2 separate regions of the Sparus aurata genome follow, and region 1 is linked to region 2. A link is a contact called in public Hi-C data. All regions are on one chromosome and are shown on one strand. The core of a region is the stretch at or near the end of the contact, and the rest is flanking DNA. Distances in the headings are between cores, read along the strand shown.

Region 1 (5,483 bases), core at 266-2,765, 140 kb before region 2:
CCACCCGAGACATATTGCCCTAAGGACTGACTTGATGTACAAAATAGGACTATCAAAATATGTATCAGGGTTTCCATCATGGCTCTGATAGAAACTTTCATGCGGTTTCTGTGACTTTTCAAGTCAACTCAAAATCACTTCTATGACTTAAGAATCTTTCCCGATTTTAAAGAGGCACTATGGAGTTTGGGTGGGATGTTTAGATATATTCATTTTCTTTCCATAACTGAATAAACAAGCTGCTCTTTGAGGAAAATAAGGTCCCCAAAACACTTGAAGCTAGAAAGGTGGCAGGGCCCGCCTTATATAAACAAAGTAAACAGTATGAAGATGTGTTGTACCTTGAGGTCAGTTTGTTTATTTAGTTTGTTTAGGTATAACAAAACAAAAAAATCAGTCAATGATGATCTTTCTCTTCTGATTAAAATGTATCCACCAAAACAACATAGTGCACCATTAAACGTTGTTTATCAAATATGTATTTGTGGCTACATGAATGGTAAATGTAGTCATTTCACTCATTACAACACACCAGAGCAACGCACCCATGCAAAGCAGTGGTCTGTTTGTCGTTGTGTTGTTTATTTCTGTTTTTAGTTTGTCTTGTAATGCAATTCTTTGCAATTTGGTGCTGCAGAACAGTCCAGAGCCTGTCATACATTTTAACATGGGAAGAGCTACTTTTCCTGTATAATGATAATAAAATTAAAATGACATGCGGACAGTGAACCATCCCCACAGTGATATTTGATCCGTGCAAGCTTACCCAACTTTTGCACCCTCTCGTTCATGATTGACATTTCATCTTCCAGTTCCTGCCTGTGGACCAAGCAGCAATATTAATCAACAAGAAAGTAATTTATTAGGTTTCTTAACAAGCTAGTGAGGTGCTGACATAAAGTGGTGATTTTAACTGTCACGGTCTCCATCACCATTTCCATCTTCATCATTCTTACCTTTCCTTGTCAGAGAGCTTCTCTTTTCTGCTCTTGAACTCTGCCCTTTCCAGGTTGTCTTTACAAAGCGCCTTCCGCTCCTCCAAACGGTCAATCTGCAACATTTATAAGCAGGATGCAACAGGAAGTTTAGCTGGATAGCGCAACATTAACAGAGACAGTTAACTAGACATGAATGAATGAAACGTGTGTAGCATTAGCAAGCGCAAGCTAAAGCTAACCTTCTAGCTGACGTTAGCTGGACAGCAAAAGCCAACGCTCTAAAAAGCCTCACCTCAGTGGCGACACTGACTTTCTCCCGTCTTTTATCCTTTAATTTAGCCATTTTGTGACCTGCTGATGACAGCCTGGATGAGCTGGATAAACTGCGACTATGCGGAAGTGATTTTCTTCTTCGTGATATTATTCGTTGGGCTTTAACGACTGTTGTGGCATACAAGCTTACAGGCGCAGTAGCGCCACCTACTGGGCTGGAGTGTGGCGCAGTAGATTGGCAGGAGAATACATGGATAAAAATCGACAAAAACATTTTTTTTTAAATTAAATTAAATTTAAAAAATTGTCTCTCTCTCTTGACCCTGTCTCTTTTGAAACGTTAAATACGCCGAGTAACCTGCTTTCTTACTTTAAAAGAAATGTTTTTTTACTATCACTTGAGCTAGCTAGCTGCACCTGGAGTCATTAATTAGCACCTGTGTTAGCCTACTTTTAAAATACCATTTAAAATACCTGCTTTTAAAAAATTGGCTATTTATTTAATTTATATTACAGATATAAAATCCCTCATGCCATAACTTTTGTAAAATTCAGTCGTTTTTTTTAAGAGTCAAGAATTTTATCCTACATTATCACATCATTTTCATACATGCTAATGTGATGTTAGCTTAAGTATGAACTATTGCTATTAGCTCGGCTGTTGTGTCTCCCGGACTGAAGCTGTCATCCTCCTCTCTGCAGCAGACAGGTGAGCCAGAGTCCAGAGAGCTGTTGTTGACCGCTGGTAATCGGATTATGTGACCTAAGAGGGACAGGACGTGATCAGCTGAGAAGGGAAAAGGGACGAGGCTGTCCATTCTCCTCTCTGACAGCGTCTTTTATTTGAGAGAAGACAAAAAAATGCCTCTTTTTATAAACAGGGATCAGATATTCGCACATCAGGTCCACCTGCTGGAGCACAAGCTGAGGGTGAGTCAGTGAAGTGTTGGATTTGTTTAGTAAAAGTTGTCCAGACTCCAAATAAGTCTTGACACTCTATTTTTAGATGTCATTTATATATTATATATTCAACTGTGTTTTCAGAGCAAAGAGGAGCGAATACTGGAACTGGAGACTGAGAATGCTATTCTACATTTAAGGCTTGCAGAGGTAAGAAGATGTCTGCCATTCATTTCTGACAGGCTTAAACCTGTAGGCCTCCCTGATAATTATCTATTCTGGATGAGCTTAAGTCTTTTATATTTATTCCTTATTTCTCCTGAGTTGTCTGTTTTTTGTGAACGGCTGTTTTTATATGAATGTGCCATGTGTGTGTTTTTGTGTGTTGTAGACACTTGTGTTAAAGGGGCACTGTGTAGTTTAAGAGAACCAATTCAAACACTAATATTTACAGTATTAATGAGGTAATAATACAAACTCAGGAATATTTATTTTCCCCACAACTGGTTGAACAAGCTGCTCTCAGAGGACAATAAGGTCCCCATAACACTGTTAGAATCTAGAAAAGGTGGCAGGGTCCGCCACATTGAAATTGTGTTGTCCTTTAAGATCAGTCTGTTCGTTCATTATTTCAGTCATGAAAACAAAGCCAATTTCTGCATTTAGTTTGTTTAGGCACAAAAAGATCTTTCTCTACAGATTCAAATATATTCCCCAAAACTACATGGTGCATATTTAAAGTCAGCCGGTTTCTAAACCTCTCTGGAAACTGGATCTTGTGATTTTAATTGTACTCGGAATGTGTATCCAAAAGGCACTGTATATCGTATAATATTTTTTACGGCTTTCAAATAGCTCTCCAACTATTTTTCCATAATTGGTATATCGGTGTCAGATGATCTTTTGAAGAAGAATAACTTGATAACTCTGATTTTAGCTTCTTAAATATGTGCATTTTCTGGTTTCCTTATTCTACTTTGACGGTAAACTAAATGTCTAAATGTCGCTGCCCAAGATCCAAATACAGATGGTTTATGTTGATGCCAACAGATGTTTAGGCTGCTAATTCTACCTACTTCCTTCATTTCGCATATTTCCTCCAAGACACAAGTCTTCAGTAGACTGTCAGTTTGATTCATGTTTATTCTCAATGCTTAAACAGCCTGACAAATTTCTGGTGACTTTTTAATGTAATATGAGTATTTCAATTCTTAGCAACGGACATAACTCACAAATTGAACATCTAGTCTCCTAACAAAATGGTCAATGGGCTGGAATGAAATGAAAGAGTGGACAGAAAAGAACAGCCTCAAGAACAATCATGTGTTGTTTTAAAATTCAGTTTCACAATTAAGCATCACATAATACAATATATTTCAGCTGTTAGTCGTACTGTAGCTTTGCATAAAGAAGTATGAATGAAGTGGCCGAGCTGCACAGAATAAGTGTGATTTATGTTCTTTCCTTTCTAGTGTCTGGGGAAACTCCGCCGAGACCTGGAAGAGGAGCCCAAGGACCTGAACCACCATCAGCACCAGAAGAATGCACAGAGGATCACCCGATCAGCCCTCACCAAACTCCTTCACGAGGTCCAGGTATGAGCGTGTGTGCACACTGAAGGTCGTGAATTGTCTTTCCGTCTGTTTTGCTGAGATGTTTCAATGAACAACATCCAAAGTCAAGAAAGGAAATTAAGCGCAGCCGTAAACAATTAACTTGTGCTCTCTGTGTGTTGGTGGCAGGCCGTGAAGCAGGACTTGAGTGAGGTTTTTGCCGTGTATTTGAGTTTCGCCACTGAGCTGGAGGAGCAGAGCAAGCAGCTACTGAAGAAAGTGGAACAAGCCAGCTGTTCTCTGAACGGTCACCGTGCAGACGAGGTCCAGAGTGAGTATCTGAGTGTGTGGCACCGTAGATGAAGCATCTTTGACGTCATCCTAAGATCGGGCTTCTGGAGGAAATATTTAGGTTGATTGTTTGGAGTTTGGAGCATCATTGTGGAACTCTGGGTGCAGTGAGTGGAGCTGAGCAGGAAGCTATTAGAAGAGTAGCATCTTAAGGAACTTCCACTCTGTCCTGATCATTGACCTGTGGTAGATTGCAATTTAAAGGGGCCAAACACTGGATCACAGGACACTTTGGGTGTTTGCTTTTGATGTCACTTGACTGCTGAGGGTTCACTGGATTGGACTTCACAGCAGAGTCTTCCTGAGAGGATTTCGGTCAAACAATTCAAATAATGAGCCAATATTATTTATGTCTATTTACAAGCTCCAAATTCACTAATTGCTTTTGTACTCTTCTCAGTCTACTCAGGTGATGCAGCGTGTTGTAAACCAGTCTAGATATTATTTATTTTCATGTTAATTGAATGGTCTCTGGTGATGTTGTTAAACGAGATCTTCTGATCTCACATTTTCTTCCTCTCACTACTATTAACTTCTCATTTCTGCTTACTCATTCACCGTCTAGGTGTCTCTTTCCTCCCTAAGTGGTTTATAGGTGACATGCTGGCTCTATCTCGATTATAGTATGTTTACTGGTAATCCTCTCACACGGCCCTCCCCTCTTCTCCCTCACCCCGCCCTCCGAGGCTGTCCAAGGTTGACTGTCCTGTTCTATACAGTCCCGCAAGTCAGCTGCTCACTGATGATTGGTGAAAACTGATCTTGTCCAATACTTTGGCTCACATAAGCCGGAGCATAATGCTGCAAGCTGCTCCAAACAAAATGGCTTTTCTTGACCGTTTTATAGTTGATGTTAGTTGTAAGCATGCATCTGCACACCTGCACTGAATACAAGCTATTCTCTTTCTTCTCTATTTTACTAAACAAAGGTTCACAAGATCATGAATGACTAAATTACAGGTCCACACAGCCTGTTAATGTTCTATGTGCTGGCTGACATTTTGTACTATAAGAGCACTAGAGAGAGATTTTAATAGAGTATTTTCAAAAACTGCTGAAAGAAATGCAAAAAAACATAGTGTTTTTGGCAGATATTGCGATATGAGTCACAATTTTAGTGGGAATGGTAATTATGCATTTCCTTTTTCACTGAACAAAATATGAAAACAATACTGAGTTTAGATGGTCTGTACCAAACAAACATGTTCTCTTACATCATGGCAAGATGATTTGTAGACTGGGGCATCTCTGTAGCAACACGCTGCTTCATTTATAAAGGTATGTTGCTTAACGTTTAACATTGTCATCCCCTTTAATCTATATTTTGTACCTGGCCATATTACAGTTTGCACAAAGCTACAATTAATTGTTCAAGTTTCAATTGACAGGAAAAAGTCCTGGTTATCGTGCGGAGTTCTGTTCTATTTGTGTTCAGTCCAGCCTATTCTTGAACGTCTCAGCCTGTCCT
Region 2 (5,580 bases), core at 1,844-4,343:
ATTTGCACATCTTCAGTCGTGTTTGTGTCAACCAAAACAGGTATTTTAAGCCAAAACTTAAAGGTGCACGCTGTAGTTTTGGAGATGAACTTTTAATCAGAAGAGAAAGATCTCCCTTGCTTGATAAACAACCTCTCTTTATTTTGGTGACTGAATTAACAAATTGACCCTAAAGGACTACACAGTTTTATACTGCTTTACTTACGTCAGTACGTGGCGGACCCTGCCACCTTTCTAGCTTCAAACTGTGTTCTTTTTTCCTCTGAGAACAGCTTGTTTGTTAAGTTATGGGGAAAAAAATTCTGAGTTTGTATTGTAACCTTTTAATATTGTAGATATTAGAATTCTCCAAAGCTACATAGTGCCCCTTTAATATTTTCCTAACCTTTACCAAATGGCTTCTGTGCCTAAACCTAACTAGAGGATAAAACTGAAAATGAAGCAGCATCATAGAGAAATTTCATTTTTCGGTTTCAACATGTCAGTGGTTTGCAGGTTGCACATGTATTCACACAATTGGGTTGATTTACACTCAGCCACAGGTGTTGAAGGTAGTGAAGGCGATCCCAGGTTGACAAATACGGATGTTTTTGGTTAGAATTCTGGTCTCAATATTGTCATAAAGCATCTGTATTTAATGACCTGGGAATGAGACTCAACAATCAACTATCTTTCTCCACAATGGCCTTCCCTCCCTTCAATACCGGCGCAGGCTATTCTTAACAACACCATTGATTAAACACAGACATTCTTAAATCAATCTGTGCTGGTGCGAACACTGTACAAAGCTGCACTGGAAGCATTTGAGGAAAAACAGGAAGAGGATAAAAAGAAATCGAACTCGGCCACTAATGACTGAGCTTCTATTGGAACTGACACTCAAGCCCCTCCATTGCTATTCATCCACGGTCACTGGAGGCGTCCTTGTCATCTTCCTAGCAGAGCAGCAGTCCTGCCTTCCAGCCCATTATTTCATCTGCGATGCACTGAATATGCACAGCGAGCGGAAAAGTGAAAGCGAGGAGGAGGGGGGGGGAGTAAAAGAAAATATGGGTTAGAAGTGGGAGGCGACACTGAAGTTTTTAAATTGAGACAGACAGGAGCGATGAAAAAGCACGAGGGAGGATGAGAGTGCGAAGAACTCGGGTACAAGGCAACATGACAGAGCAACAGGGATCTCGGAGATGAGAACCCAGAGCGAGATAAAAGGCGGGAAGAGGTGTTAAGGAGAGGAGTTAAACGGCGGGAGCATATGACACAGAATCTTCACCAGGGCCCCTCCAGGGCATCGCATGTGACAAATCTTTGTGTTAAGGAGCTATGGAGATCGTGCATATGGCCGGCATGTAAAATTGATGGGCGCGCGAGTGCCCGTCTCTCCCGCGTGGCACGATAAGCCCTGCGGTGATTTTCAAGCCATTTCAGCGTTGTCGCTCCTCAGCCTGTAGTCGGTTCAGCTCGTTAAAGATTTAAAAGACAAAAGCGAACGAAGGAAGAAGCTCAGCAGAGGGGAGGACTAAAAAAGGGGTGACTGGGAGAGACGAAAGGAGATTTGTTGCGCGTCTGTCGGAAGGGAACAAAAGGGGTGACGGACGGGTGATTGATGACGGGTGGTGAGATCAAACGACAAAGCAAAGAGCGGAGGTGAATCGAAATAGCGACGGAAATAAAAAGGGGAGGAGGCACAGAAAGAGGGGAAGTGGGAGTTTGTTAAGCCGGCCGCTCGAACACACCCTTCCACGGGTCAAGGGGTCAAGCCTCTGGAGTGTGTGCATGTGTGTGAATAGCTGTGTTTGCTCCGATACACACACACACACACACACACACTGCGTCCTTTGAATGAATGCTTCCTTTGTCAGAGTTAGTTGACTTTGTATAGATTCGATACAACACAGCCAGAGTCGGGGGAGCGTATGTGAGCGTGGTTTGCAGTTCGGGTGAAACCTACACCTGCTTAGATCAAACATATTTATCATGAAGGGAAATAAACGCAGGCGCTTTTTGCGACCGCCGTGACAAACTCCCTCTTTCTGCGACTTTTCTTTCCCAGACGTTTATTGATGGCTCATTGATTTCGCTGCCTGTTCTCCCTTCATCGCTCTCCTGGGATTACCGAGCTTTAAGCCAGTGACTCACAGAAGATGGAGTGAAAGCTCCCTCATTGAGCCGCTCTGCCTGTCTTCCCCGCCGCACTGACTCGGGATCAGATAAAAAAAAAACAAAAAAAACTTACAAGACTACACTAATCGCAGCAATTAAGGGAGCGAGAAGTTCTGGGAATATCAAACGTACCTTTCTGTGCGGGCGGCGAGGCAGGCAGCAGGGCGAGGAGGGGTCTTCATCCCTCTTCCTGGCTTCTTTCTTTAGTGTTCGAACATAAGAGATTCTCCTCTTAACGCTCCTGTCCTGCTCCCCTGCCTCTGCTGCAGAGACCTGTTTGGTTCTGCCGGGCTGGGTGGGACGTCCCAGTGTCAGGGCCGCAGGTGCTCCCCGCCGCGCCGTCTCCAGGTAGACGTGAACGCACACACACACGGCGGTGAGGAGGACGCCCACACGCAGCAGCAGTCCCCGGGTGAGTCGCTCTTTGCCCATGTGCATCGGCTAGTTTGTCCCCCCCCTTGTCCAGCCTCAGTCCATCATCTCAGCTGCTGTGAGAACTGCTGCTTTGCCCTTTGCCTCTTCTATCCCATTCTTGTCCTCCTCCTCCTCCTCAAAGACTTCTCTTCTCTTCTCTTCTCTTCTCTTCTCTTCTCTTTTCTTCTCTTCTCTTCTCTTCTCCTCATTCCCCTCAGGTCCGAAGTCCAACACCAGTCAGGCCGGCATGCCTCAAGTTAATGAACCACAAGCATGTCAAGTTCACAAACCGGACCCGCATGTGCGCGCCTGCACCTCAAACCCTCCGGATGGTTTTGCGAGTGTGTCACTGGGGCTCTTGCGAACAGTTTCACAATTACAATGTGTGCCGCCCCTCTTTGAAAAACTTCAGGATACTCCCTCCTCACGCTCCTCTCTCAAGTCTCCCAAAACACACACGCCCCTTTAATTTGCTCTCTTTCTTTTCTGTGCATCAGGCTCAGATCACACACACACACACGCACACACACACACACACACACACACACACACACACACACACACACACACACACACACACACACACACACACACAAACACACACCCTCTGTTGCTCTCTCGCCTCTCCCTAAGGGTTTACCTCTCCCGCCCCGCAGACTCTCGGGTTTCTCTGTAACTCTAGATGTGGGCAGGGTCTGCGCTGCGGGCCCATGCAGGTCCCCTCTCAGCATCTGCGAGACAAGCTGGCTCTCTCGGCGAACCTGACAGCTGAGCCTGGATCTGCAGAGTGGGAAATATTGCCCACATTCATGCTGTCATTGATGTTTTATTACAAGGATCAGCTTGTAGACGTTTTATCTTACAGTCATCTATAAGAGACTGTTTGATCATTACTCTCAGAGCCTATCAGGGGGTTCCTCAAGTCTCTGTTCCTGTTATTGGCCCCGATCAGCCAGTTCTCTAAATCTCTGGCAACTTACTGAAACTAACTTCTATGATTTATTCCTCTTGGCAGTGACTCTAAAAAGTGATTAATTTGTGATCCAACAATGGCCTCACTGTCTCCTCAAGTTAACTTAATCATTGATTTTCCTCCAAAGACGTCCAAATCTGCTGTTGTTTGTGCGCAAATGAACAATCAGAGCCCCCCACTCTCCTTGTGCGCCTGTTTATTAAATATGTTTATTGATATTTTCAGGCCGAGAGAGAGAAGACATCATTGATCAGGCCTGCCAAAGCGGATTATTTTTTTTTTGGTGGGTGGGTGGGGGGATTGGAGAAAAAAAAGGGGGCTGCTTGCAACAGTTTCACTTGGATTGGAAAGCGGGATTTGCCTGGCTTCACAAAGCGTCCTGACACGGCTAAATAAATGCAGGATAACGATAAGGCTGCCTTCGTTCTGCTGCTCGGGATCAATGACAATCTTTCGGGCTCAGATATCGGCGCGTAAGAAGCTCTCTACTGCCCTCTGTGAGGTAGAAATAAGACTTCCCCTGCTTCTCTAGTCATGAGAGCTGGAGTTGTAGACCTAAGTCTTTGATTCTGATCAGTTTCCTAATCATTTTGCTTGCAGAAGACAATAACATTTAAAACATTCATGCATTTTTGAATCTGACATTTCTTTGGAGAGACAGTGACAGGGTGAAATATATTCAAAAGTATACACTATGGACATTATCAAACTGTCATATAACCCTTCACACAATGGCTTTGCTTGGTTTGGATGCATTCAAGTAGCTTATGCCTTGTGTAAGATGCACAAAGCTTTATATGAAGAAGAAAAATAACATATTGCTAAATGACAACAGTAACGATTCGATCTGTCAAATTGCGTTGCATGAAAGATTTGTGTGTGATTTAGTTGTCATAGTCCCACGGGCCGGTCTGATGTCGCTGCGTTGGTGTCTCGTTCCTGGAACATCGAAATTAACGTTGTTCCAGGATCATGATTTGTACTCAAGAAGAAGCCACAAAAAAAAACTAAAAACTAAAAAACAAAACAAAAAAAAAACACATTTAAAGCATTCTTGTAAATAAATGAATAAATAAACTGAACCAGTCTGCTTAGTTCTGTCTACAACTGGATCCCTGTCACCTGTATGCACCGGTGGTCACATTTATAGATTATCATTCATTGGTAGGCCTTGTTGCCATGGGGATGTATATTTATTTTTATTTTGTGTGTATATATATATATATATATATATATATATATATATATATATATATATATATTTTTTTTTTTTTTTTTTTAATCCCTTCATCTCAACAGATTTGTGGAGATTTCCTTGTACAGTAATCTAAATTTCAGAAGACCTAGGAATCAATTTGGTAGCATGTGTAAAATACATGTAGTTTTCATTTATTATAAATCACTCTTGGCAATGTATGAATTACCTTGATGTGGTTAACACAAGCAGAAGTTAAGTGCTTCGAGCTATAATGAGATAGATGCCACTCATGGAGACGATCTCTACTGCCATCCTGTGGTCAGTGATGAACTCTGATTGCCTCCATCTGGAACAGATCACATTATGAGGTGAGTGTGTGTGTAAGCCCGATGGGATGTAGGTCACAACCGGCGTTGGTACTGGAAGCAACGTGAGGATCCAGAAAGAGTGAACTCAGATTTATGTAAAAATGAAGCGGAGCAACGGTATGTTAGGGAATGTCTTTACGGTGCAGTGCGTGGCAACATGTGCTTGAAGGGCGACCTGTTTCTGCTGAGCCTCCACACAAATATTCTTCTCGCAACATGAGCAAAGTGACTCACATTTTAAGACACATGTTGTGTATCACATGCAAGAAGAAGAAGAAGAAGAAGAAAAATGTCTCTGTTGTGGTTTTTTCCAATTGAACACAGAAGATTTTTTTCTTTCCGTTGACTGTATTACACATACTGTAATGATTTGTCAGGATTTGGCCCGAATCCACCGCCACATGGAATGCATTCGTGTCCGGCGGGCTGTTTTTTCTTCTTCTTCTTCTCTCCTCGGTCCAAAATGA

The links. A called contact is a pair of places that touch in the nucleus more often than the background predicts.
Region 1: a contact with region 2 is called in a Hi-C map of skeletal muscle, with 4 times the contacts expected there. The contact joins the promoter of kif25 here to the promoter of mettl24 in region 2. A contact is called at or near these places in 2 of 2 Hi-C or Micro-C datasets (skeletal muscle and an unstated tissue).

What each region holds. Positions count from the first base shown.
Region 1 is chr22:19,561,923-19,567,405 of fSpaAur1.1, reverse strand. kif25 (kinesin family member 25) reads left to right here and starts at 1,515. Exons shown (of 15, transcript XM_030406073.1): 1 at 1,515-2,141; 2 at 2,256-2,321; 3 at 3,584-3,706; 4 at 3,854-3,995. The coding sequence starts at 2,073. ccdc167 (coiled-coil domain containing 167) reads right to left here and starts at 1,350. Exons shown (of 4, transcript XM_030404464.1): 1 at 1,231-1,350; 2 at 957-1,051; 3 at 767-819. The coding sequence starts at 1,281.
Region 2 is chr22:19,421,305-19,426,884 of fSpaAur1.1, reverse strand. It overlaps mettl24 (methyltransferase like 24), which reads right to left and starts at 3,093. Exons shown (of 5, transcript XM_030406082.1): 1 at 2,293-3,093. The coding sequence starts at 2,598.